Regions from separate parts of the Hordeum vulgare genome. Here region 2 is linked to region 1. Evidence: chromatin contacts called from public Hi-C data. All regions are on one chromosome and are shown on one strand. The core of a region is the stretch at or near the end of the contact, and the rest is flanking DNA. Distances in the headings are between cores, read along the strand shown. Region 1 has its middle 78 kb from the start of LOC123439635. Region 2 holds the start of LOC123443165 (probable tRNA N6-adenosine threonylcarbamoyltransferase, mitochondrial).

Region 1 (5,911 bases), core at 1,369-3,868:
TAAAGGTAATTAGATCCGAAAAGTTTTATCAAATTCCAAATGTGGAGATTATTTTTGAAATAAGTGTTTTTTTAAAGTGGACACTTTTCAAATTTGATAAAAAAGTATCGATCATTTTTTGAATATGAGAACAATTTTTTAATAAACTAACCACTTTTTTAAAAATCATGAACATTTTTTAATATCCAAACATTTCTTAAAAGGGAACATTTTTTGAAACTCTGAACAAAATTTTGAAACATGAATATTGTCGGAATCCGTGAACAATTTTTGAAACAAGAACATTTCTTCAAACTCAAAACAAAATTTGAAAATTAATTTTTCTTTGCGTTTTCGAACATTTTTTGAAAAACTTGACCCGTTTTTATGAAATCATGATCATTTTTTAAAACTGTGAATTATTCTTAAAAAGGAAAAGGTAACAGGAGAAAAAAATTTAAAAAATAAAAAGGAAGAACCACATTTTTTGAATTCCAAAAGAAAGTTTGGATAGGTGAACATTTTTTTAAAAATGGAAAAATAGAAATTCCTAAACAAAATTGGAAAATGTAAACATTTTTAAAATTTTGCAAATATTTTCTGAAACTCCTAAACAAAATTAGAAACAAACACAATATTGAAAATTGCGAACAAATTTTGAAATTGAAACAGATTTTGAAACTACCGAAGAAAATTGCAGTACACGATCATTTTTCTTAAATTTGCAAATGAATATTGAAAGAGGAACATTTTTTCAAACTCTTGAAGAAAATTTGAAAATACAACATTTTCTTTTGAAATGATGAACAATATTCTAAAGGTGACATTTTTTTCTAAATGTGCGATTTTTTAATAAAAAGGAAGAATTATTTTTTGAATTTGTGAACAAAAGATAATGATATAATTTTTTTTGAACTTCTGAACATTTTTTGAATTTTTGAACAAAATTCGAAATTCTCAAGAACAAGAAAGAGAAGAAATGCATTTATATAAATGAAAAAGGAAAAAAAGAAACTGAAAAAAATAAAGAAAAGAAAAAAAGAAACATGAAAAAATGTAATTGAAACAGTAGAAATTTCTCGCATAGCGGCTCCCGCTATACATAATGCATAGTTGAATCCGGGTCATGTGCACTTGTTTTGTACGGCCCAAACAGACAAAAGTTCTCTCAAATACAGCCCTTGACACACTGTTTTCGCCATTACAATGTTAATACAAATGATTTTCTGTAATCTGGACCCACATGATGCCCTTTTGAAACTTCAAATCAAACATTGCAAAATTTAGAAATTATGAAAACATTTGATACATATATAGAATGCATGTCTTTCCTGGTTTTGGTAGAAAAGATGGTAATTCACAAAGCAGTTTAAAGGGCCAAAAACCAGGAGTGGTTCTCCTCCAATCCAAAAAAAAAGGAGTGGTTCTCCGATGCACTGACCAACTTGATCAAGACTCAAGAGACTGGTTCTTCATACACTCCGGTTGGACTAAATCACCTAGACCAATGGGAGCTTCAACTATAATCAGTCCACATCCACGAAGATCGAGACGGATGGAAGTATACCGTAACAAGGTCGTTAAGTAACACGAAAAGTCAGCGAGCTTAAAATTCTCCTAAAACTGATTTTGATATATAACTTATTCCAAATACTAGTCATCCTTTTTTTTCTCGGGGGCAAATAAAAACTGTGCCAATTAGGAGGGTGTTCGGAATCTCTCCCGTTTAAAACTCCACTCCGTGGAAGGAGTCCGATTTTAGCCACTCCTCAAAATTATGCTGACGCTCCCTCCGCTCCAGGAGCCGCTGTCGTAGAGCAGAGAGGATCCGAACACGTCCTAGCTACAGGCAGGACGATTCTAAGGGGGGACTAGGGGGGCTAGACCCCCTAAGAAATTGATTTTTTCTATTATAATAATGATTGTTGTAGTTAATTTTGTTTACTTCATATAAACTTTGACCCTTTCATGAATAAATTTGACCCCCCTATGCTTGCATACTAGCTTCGTCCCTGGCTACAGGAAATAATGGACAGTGGCGTTGTCAAGCAAAGAAGCACGCAAGCTCATTTTGTCCACAGTCATCTTCACGTCACGGTCTTTGGAACAAGGCCCGCTATCTCTCTCTACAGGAGCGTGACGGGTCAGGAGGAGCACCGGAGAAAAGAAAAAAAGCTTTGCTTGGCTGCTTCCCCAAGCGTACGTACTACGTAGACTCGGAGTCGTCGTGCCCACCCCACTCACGCCCGGAAGTCGTCGTGTAACCTTCATTTCGGAGGTAACAGATGCCGGATGAAAGCTCAATCCGTTGGGTCAGGCAAGGAAGAAAACCAATTTGTCTGTGGCCGATGGTTAGTACAGTATGCACGCCGTTGTGTTTCTCAAAGATTCTACTAATGATCTACGCATGCGGGTCGTACTGGTTAGTCCATAACACGTTCAAACGTGCAGAGGATGACGATGATGGCTCTAGCAAGATCGCTGAATCATGGGCACTGAACCGAGCCACTGAGCAAGTGATGACGTGCTTGGATAGTCGATGCGCGAACGGGGACAGGCACAAGGGGACGGCGCAGGCCGGCGTTTCCACGGAGGTGGCCCGCGAGGCGGACGTGGGCGATGGGCACTTCTTTGGATCCTTGCTCGCCTGCCCGGGTTGCCCGGTCGTTTTGTTTGAATCGTCGCACGTCCTTCCAAGGGGGAAGATAACGATCCACGAATCTCAGACCTGCTGGCGTTCCGGCATGCCGAATCTACAGCGAGTTCGATCGGCCACTGACCAATCATGTCCGTGTACAGAACCATACATTATTCCATGTTGCTGACAGCGTACGTACTGATCGATCAACTGGACGATCCAGGCTCCAGCGCTAGGATTTGTTTACGACCTGCAAGCCTTGGAACCTTGCGGCCTGGTGGTTAGTTGGTTTAGCCTGCAAAACTATGCCAGTGTTGTATGTCTATATCTATACAGCCCCACTCGATTTGTCTGTAACACGTAGTTCTTTTATAGGAGGAAATCCAGGCGCACTCGATCTGTCTGTGACTACAAATTTTACATAAACATCAGGTTATATGTTAATGATAAATTATGGGGAAACTAAAATGTCGTTTAAAACTATTTATGCTTGTGAGTGAATTTATAAACCACTGTGAGGGAAGATCTCCAACCATACATAACCATTCGATTTCACCTATTATGCTAAACCAAAGACATAAATGGAACTCGCCCATTCGAGTCGAATCGAACATGGCATTTCACTCCACTTTGTTGAACAATCAAATACACCTTAAATGGCATCACCGGGACTGAGCAGATCTCCGTGGCTCCGCGCTGGCCAGCTGCTCAGTAGTGAATTATGAACCCTAACACAGATGATTTGTTGATTTTTTAATCAAGAATTAGTATATTAATACAAGATGATACCATTACATCTGGCGTCCATTACTTTCATTGAATCTCGTTTTATTCTAACACGTTATCAGCACATAGACTCTACCTGAAAGAAATCGCATGAGAGAAGCCTCCATGCATGCTTGGTGGCAACTAGATGTGGCGTCTCCATCTAGCCCTCGTGGCGGCGCCTTGATTACGTCGCTGGATGCGTTTGTACGGGGCCGTCAATCAACGTGATCCGGTGGCTAGGCGACAAAACAACGTTGCTATGACATGGTAGTACGGTAAGAGATAGTCCTCCATAAGCAAATCGAAGGCACAGACGAGCACTTCTGCAGGAGGCAACGAAACAACGGCCACCACCGCGGCACCAGCCCCGGCCGGCCTTTTCGCGTGCCGTTGGCGGAGACGACTGGGCGTAGTGAGCGCGGCGACAGCTGGCTGTGCACGGCTTCAAGCCAACTACTACGGCCACTACATTGCTCCGGTGTTGGGCGACATCAACTCGGCGGTGACATCGTCGAGAACGTATGAACAACCATGATGTAGTTCTTCTTCGACGACACACGACACCGTCCACGATGATACTCTGCAGGAATCGCTACCACGAAAAATGTCAAAGAAGACATATTAGAAAAGGGATACACGCTTCCCGGTAACTCGGCACGGCAAGTCCCCGATGATCCGTCTGAAGGCAAGGCGCCATCAGGTGCTCAGTCCGTCGAGCCACAGGAAGACGGCACAGCGCGTCTCACACGCTTGCACGTCACGGCGCTCTTCTCTTCAGCCCACCGGCATAGGGGTGACACCCAGCCAACGCGGCGGCCCTCGGCTCGTGATGTTCTTCGACTCGTACCCGAAGCGCTCTTCCCCAACGCACCCTCCCGCTGAGCGGCAGCACAAGAACACAAGAAGCATACAAATCGTGTAGGCGAGGCCACATGCATAAACAACGGCGTGTTTTCCAAACGCCATCACACACTCACGCACAAGATAAGCATTTGGGGAAACCTTATCCCTTCGGTAGGTTTGCAGTTTGGCATTTCCTAGTTTATTATTAACAGAAATACCCAGTCCTCAAGCTAGACTTTTATGTCTTTCTAAATTGCATGAAATATAATTATGTACCATCTACATCGTGAAATATCATTTGAAGCCTCATGTCCTCATATATTTACATAAAATACAAATTATTAAATTGCATCTATATGTATTACCACGGTGATACTAATGCAAAAGAATGTTTTGTGTACATTTATTCCTTCGGAATTTAAGACATGTGTGTTTAGGACAACAATTATAACTTTGCCATGGAAATTAAATTTTCTTCCAAACATTGATATAAACTCAAATAAGAGTTATAAAGTGTCATACTTAATATGACTTGCGCAAAATTTGTTTGTGAATCACAAGCTATTGATTACATCTACTACACAATTCATAGATTATTCATCATTACTGTGGGGTCTACATCTTGTCATTTTAACGAGATGATTACCTTCAAAGTGCTCTTCCAAATATTAATATTAGCTGTGACTACCTCAAGATATCATAAGGTAATACTGGCATCTACTGCATAATTTTACAGATTATCCACTATTACTGTAAGGTCTACATCATGTCATTCTCACAGATGATTACCTTCCAAGTGATTTTCTTAAATATAGCATAACATAAGGTAATAGAATTATGAACATCTACTGACAAAAGTCGGACTATGTTTTCTATTACTGCGAGATCTACGTCATATTGGTGATTATTTTCAAAGTGTTATCCTATATAAATTGAGGTTACACATATGGCTATATGGCATCAGCCATACTAAAATTTGCTCCTCTGAAGCAATTGTTGTTGTTCAGTAAAATGATTTACTATCGTAGTAAATTCATGCATGATTATTGCATGTTGAATGGTATTATCTACCAATATCAATTATTCAAGCCTCATTTTCCTTGAATATGTCATAGAAAACTATGAAAATATTTGCATATGCCTGTGATTACCTTCTACTACATTCGTAAAATGCATGGCAATGGAGCCTACATCACTATTTCTAATTATAATGTCATCCATCCATCAAGATGGATGCCATAATTTATAGCGAGTGTCTCAAACACTATTGCAAGATCCACATCACATTGTGGTTGTTATTTTCATAGTGGCTAAGCAATGTTAAAATTGCAAAGTCTATATTTTGGCTATAACTCTAAAGTCACACTTTTCTCACAAATGAAGCCCAAAACATTAGCAACGATTTTATCGCATGCACTATATTGAAGGTTTACACCCCATGTTCACCAAGCATCACCTTGAAGGATTGTGCTCAACAAGATCATTATATCAATATATTTTATTTTACTCCTAGAAGTACATTAAATAAATGCATTATAATTTTTAAGTAATGCATGGCTGTCGTTTCCAAATACAGTAGATGCATGATTTGATGGGAGTATTTATCATAAGATGATTCGTGACATCAGTCATTATATCCACATGCCGCATTTGTGGCCACTATAACTCCACCTTCGAAATATA
Region 2 (5,911 bases), core at 1,687-4,186, 770 kb after region 1:
AAAGCCGTCCGTGCTTGCCTCCGGTTTGCGAAAAATGAACATCTAGACTATTGGATGGCAAAACAAGTCTGAAGCGCGGTATGGATGAATGCAGGGGTTTGAGGTTAGAGTTAGAGATGCAAACACACATAAAATATCTTAGGAAATTGTTTAAAATCAATCAACTTAATTGCCTATCTCGTAAGCCACGTTAAACCCGCGACACGTGTCCTGCCTGCATGCGCGTTCTCCCTTCCCCTCATTCTTATTCCCACCACTACACCTACTTTATCCTCTCGTCCCATTATTCTTCACCAAACCACTGCCGACTGCATCTTCTCTCGTTGCAGGAAAGCTTCGTCGCCGGCCCGGGTGCTACGATGGAGCTTCGGAAAGGCGGTTAGTGCAGCGACGGAGCACCGCCGCGCAACAGTGGCGCTACGGTGAAGCTTCATCGGAGGCTATTCGGGTGCCGCGACGGAACTCTCCGTGCCGGCTGCGCGCTGTAGTGAAACATTACTGGCGGGTGTCCGCTGTTGCGATGGAACTCACCGTGCCGGCTGCACGCTGCAGTGAAACATCACCGATGGTTGTCGGCTGGTGTGATAGAACTCATCGCGCCGACTGCACGCTGCAGTGAAACATTGCCGACGGTCGTCGACAATTGTGATGGAACTCGCCGCGCCGGCTACGTGCTGCAGTGAAACATCACCGGCGGTCTTTGGTTGCTGTGATGGAGCACCGATGGAGCGCGGCCATGCCGACGACGGTGTTGTTGTGAAGCATCGCTTGTGACGTCGAGCGTTGCGATGGAGCACCGACTACGTCGGTGTTGGCGCTGCAGTAAAGCGTCATCGACGGTGAAGCATAGCTGCCTTGTGGCGAGATAGTGCGCCCGAGGCGGCGTTGCTTCAAACGGTGACATGTTTCGGTTTGCTCCTGCTGCGGCTCCGAGTAGAGGAGGGAGACGACCCCGTGAGATTCCGTTGACTGCATCCAACGAGTGACAAGCACTGGATCTATTGATTTCTAATCAGTCGGTTGATCCGTAGCAGGCACCAAAATCTTATGACTAAGTTTTGTATTTTAAAATAATTTGTACCCTTCAATAATTTTAATTTTAGTTTTCTATAAAAAAATTACTTTATCTAGTTTTCTAGTGCATTTCACCTTAAAGGCATGTTTGGAATGGGTGTAAGATTTTACACCTGTATTTATCTTACAAGTGTAAATTACCAGTCGGGCATGCTTGGTTCATCTTTTGGGCCCAAAAACACCTGTAAAATATACCCATGTGAAAAAAATACGGATGGGCCTCATACAGGTGATTGGTATGTCGTTTTGGGGTTGTAATTTTTACACTAGTTTTCTCGGTTACACCCGTAAGGCTGCATTTGGAACGTTGTTTTTGTTCCACCCTTGTAACATTTTACACCTGTATTATACCAGCCTACAACCAAATACACGCGCAGGATTGTATTTTCATTCCGCTTTCTAGCCTCCGTTTGAAATGTTGTTTTTCTCCCACCCATATAACCTGGCTGCCATAGCCCAGACTTTCAAAAACACAAACTTCCAACAACAGCAGACTTTCAGCAACACAGAATGCACTTATAACAACATAAATTTTCAAATACACAGATACAGACTTGAAAACAGCACAGACTGCACTTCCATACATATTGCACAGGTATACAATGAGCTAATTATTTTATTTATATAACAGTACCACAACATAAACAAAAGATAATATTTTTGCATTTGAACATAGTTTCGATAACTCATAGTGCTCAAAATCAACAGTTTAAATTACAAATTTATTGAGGCATACTTGTCTCGTCTCGTCCGCTGCTACATAACCAAAGTTAGGACTCGCAATTGTTCAATCATTGTGCATTTAGACATAAAGTATTTTAGAAAGATTAATCCTCGAGAATAGTTCAAGCAGTGAAGCAGCTTCAGGGCAGAAGACCATGTTGATAAGTAACAACAACAACATCTGCATAAGTAACAAGAGCTTGTCATGATTCAAGAAACTGCTATGAAATAATCATATCTTCATGTTCGAAAGAAACTAAACAAAGAGAAGCATCCAAACTAATAAAATTAATGTGCAATAGCAGGCACTAGCAGTTAAATCCCTAATAAATCTACAGAAATGTCCAATCATTGTGTGATGTACACCACCATCAGCTATTGGACCACAACAGTGAGCCCATACTATTAGAAGGGCGACGGTGAAGTTAATCACTATGGCATCGACTCATACACAGCAGCAATGAGATCCACTGGTAATCAGTTTTTGCGATGCACAACAACACGTTTCAACATCCATTTAAGGCCTGCTTGGTTGGTCGTTTTGGGCCTCAATACAACTGTAAAATATACCTCTATAAGAAAAATACGAATGGGCCTCTCATAGCTGCTTGGTTGGTTTTGGGCCGTAGAATGTACACTAGTTTTCTAATTTACACCTGTAATAGGCTCGTCGCTGATACACACCACATCCCGTCGTTTTTCCCCCACAGCCGGTCGTTTCTCCCCACATCCTCAGGCCGGCCCCGCCCCGCCCAGCCGCCGGCCGGCCCCGCCCCGCCCCGCCGCCGGCCGCCCTGCCCCGCCGCCGGCCGCCCTGCCCCGCCGCCGGCCGCCCTGCCCCGCCGCCGGCCGGCCCCGCCCCGCCCCGCCGCCGGCCGCCCCGCCCCGCCGCCGGCCGGCCAGGCCCCGCCCCGCCCACCCTGCAGTCTGCCCCACCCCGCTGTGAGCTTCGTTCTTCTTCCCTGTAAACAGATACTGTAAACAGATATTGCTGCTTATTTGTTAGATGGATGTATGGATTTGCTGCTTATTTGTTAGATGGATGGATGGATGGATTTGCTGCTTATTTGTTAGATGGATGGATGGATGGATTTGCTGCTTATTTGTTAGATGGATGGATGAATTTGCTGCTTATTTGTTAGATGGATGGATGAATTTGCTTCTATCTAAGGGCAGTACAGACATTTCAACACACAACACTTTCCAGAATCTCAAACTACAATCTCTGAAAAGAACTCGACCACAGATTCTGGGAGAAGCAGATTCTGGGAGAATTTTCCATAATCCTGATTCTCTAGAATCCAGGGTGAAAAGAACTGGGCCCTCCTCTCGCTAAACCAGATCGGATCGAGGGCTACATCGTCGAGGGGCTCCACCAGATCGAGGGCTGCGCCGCCGGGGGGCTCCACCGGATCGAGGGTTGCGCCGCTGGATCGGATAGAGGGCGCCACCGGGTCGAGACGGACGAAGCAACGACAGAGGCTCCTGACCTCGACGGAGGATCGCTGCTGACCTCGACGGAGACTCCCTCCTCCAACCGCGACGGCGACTCCCTCCTCCTCCTCCACGGCTCGCTCCTTACCTCGACGGAGGGTCGCTCCTGATCTTGACGAAGGCTCTCTGCTGACCTCGACGGACACTCCCTCCTCCAACCGCGACGGCGACTCCCTCCTCCTCCTCCACGGCCTCCTCTGCTCCATCGAAGGTATGTTCCTTCCTCTTGTGCCCTCCTCCTTTGCTCCTCCTTGCAGTTGAAGTAGTAAAAGCCGGCGACGGGGTGCTCCTCCTTGTAGTAGTAAAAGCTCATTTGTTTATGATAGTTACAAATTCATGAATTGATGAATGGTTGAATGGATGAGATAATAACAACAAAAAGAAAATATATCCTTGGCATGTGTTAGTCTCTGCGAATTTTATGCGACGCATATGCTAGTTGAAGAACCAGAAATATGTTGTTTAGATTCATGAAACGCTTGAGTTACCGTTGGTTTGTGACCGTCTGGGCGTTGATTTTGGCTGGAGGATGGTATAATACAAGTGTAAAATATTATAGGTGTGGTAGAAAAACAACATTCTAAACGCGGCCTCAACAGTTGATTTCTGCATGAATCAAAACCATAGTTGCCAAAATCCGGGTCGGCCGGGTCGAGGAACGGGGTCGCGGGACGAGGGTCGATACTGGTGAATTGATGGGTCGATTGAGGTAGGCTTCTCCGGAACGTCAGATCAGGACGCGGTACGTGATCCCAGGTCGACTGGTGCGGGTCGATCACAATTTATTCGTATAAAAGTTGGATACAATTACTCTTTAAAGCCCAATTAAGCCCATTAGCCCTTCTAACGTGACCTAATGCTTCGATCTCTCAAGCCCATGCATCTGGTTGTTTCTGCTACACGCCGCCGCTCCTCTTTCTCAGCCGCAAAGGCGGATGGATGATCTGTGCCTCCCTCCCATAGCCTTCTCCTTTGTTCATCCTAGTCCTGAAGCTCCTACGAGTATCCTCACATGGCTAACGGACAACGTACGTGTCTACAATGTCGACGGTGAACTGAGGTATTCTTCCATTCATCTAACCCTTTTATACCCATCTCTTCGCTCTCTCTGCCTCGCCCCGAACGGGCTCACCGACAGCATATTCAGGGTCGCGTCTCGGTCATCGATCCGGCACTGACCCAGACCCTCGGTCTTGGTCGAACGACGACCCCGGGTCGTGGGACGCGGCACCGACCTCCCGCGAACCAGGCTACTATGATCAAAACGACGGGTATTTTTTACCGGTGTGAAGCGAGGAGAAACGCTAAATCCAAACGCAGCCTAAAAAAACACTCTCTCTACATCTATCCACACAAATGGGACAGACGACTGGCGACCACCCGTGCGCTCCCCGCCCTTGTTCTCGCTTTGGTCACCTTCCCCACGAAATTTCGCTATCTCGTACCCCCTCGAACGAAACAGAAGCGTCTCACCCTCTCCCTCGCGGCGGCGGCGGCGGCGCGCGTGATGTAGGTGGTTCCCCTCTCCTCCCTATCTCCCGCCACTCTTCTCTTTTTTCTTTCTCTCGAACCGGGTCGGGTGAACGGCGGGCGTACCGTGCTGCCTGTCCCCTGTCTCTTGTTTCTCTCTGACCGCCGGGGAAGGACAGCTAGTGACGACGACTCGTGGACGGCGAGAGACGGAGGCTCGGTTCCGGGGAGGATATGTGTGAGGAGTCCGTTCCCTGCGCCGTGAAATTTCTCCCTAGTCTCTCTCTCTCTCTCTATTATATCTCTTTGCTCCGATTGTCCTCTCTGATTGATATCTCTGACCCGCAGCGCGAAGGACACAATCAAGAACGGGAAGCCGCGACCAGGACGGACATCAGCTCCTTCTTTGGTGACTTTCCCCTCAGGTATGAACGCTATATGTTGATCTATTTAGAGGAATCGCTAGTAATTGTGTCACTGTGTGGATGCTGATAGTGTCTATGCTATGCATGGTTAGCTGCACTTCAGAGATGAACATACTTCAGTTTTGCATATGTCATCTTCAAGTTATTTCTTTCTTTTGTTTCACTTTTGCATTGTAGATGGACAACGAGAAAAGAAGCCAATTTATGCGGCTGTCATATATGCTTGTATCCATGATAGCCTTGGTTGTCAGTGCCAAATTGAATATTGCTATGTGTATGAACATTGAACATGGTTAACGTATTTTGATTCTGCTCCCAGCTAGGCTGCAGGGTCACCCACTAGAACGGATCCTGGGAAAATGGTGCTCACCCTTCTCCCAACCTTATCATTGCCGGTTTCACGGGCCACTGCATTCCTCCTCGGAACCCCACTAAAATCCTTCCGGTCTCACCATCCACTTCTACGCAGCCTCCTCGCTTCTGCTTCTTCCCTATCAGCCCCTCCTACTGCCCGCTCCCTCATCACTATGGCCTCCGCGTCTATTCCTGCCCGCCGGGACCTCCTCATGCTCGGCATTGAGACCAGTTGCGACGATACTGCCGCCGCTGTGGTACGCATGGCTCATTTGCTGCACCCTTTCTGTCCAGTCATTTATATTTGTCGAACCTTCTAGTTTTTTATGCTTAGTGTGTGGCTCTATGATGCTTGGACGGTTGCAGGTCAG

What was found. Hi-C and Micro-C count contacts between places; a contact is called where the count stands out from the background.
Region 2: a contact with region 1 is called in a Hi-C map of leaf, with 2.8 times the contacts expected there. The contact joins the promoter of LOC123443165 here to the enhancer-like site in region 1. A contact is called at or near these places in 2 of 6 Hi-C or Micro-C datasets (leaf and seedling).

Annotation. Positions count from the first base shown.
Region 1 is chr3H:112,868,518-112,874,428 of MorexV3_pseudomolecules_assembly, forward strand. No RefSeq gene overlaps it. Among protein-coding and RNA genes, the nearest start is that of LOC123439635, 78 kb to the left of the region's middle. Within about 2 kb of position 2,619, at least 3 of the 3 cell types and tissues checked have open chromatin away from gene starts, as enhancers often do. A contact at or near this core is called in leaf and seedling, where this site is marked.
Region 2 is chr3H:113,638,856-113,644,766 of MorexV3_pseudomolecules_assembly, forward strand. It overlaps LOC123443165 (probable tRNA N6-adenosine threonylcarbamoyltransferase, mitochondrial), which reads left to right and starts at 2,937. Exons shown (of 15, transcript XM_045119454.1): 1 at 2,937-3,502; 2 at 5,110-5,186; 3 at 5,510-5,797; 4 at 5,907-5,911. The coding sequence starts at 5,546.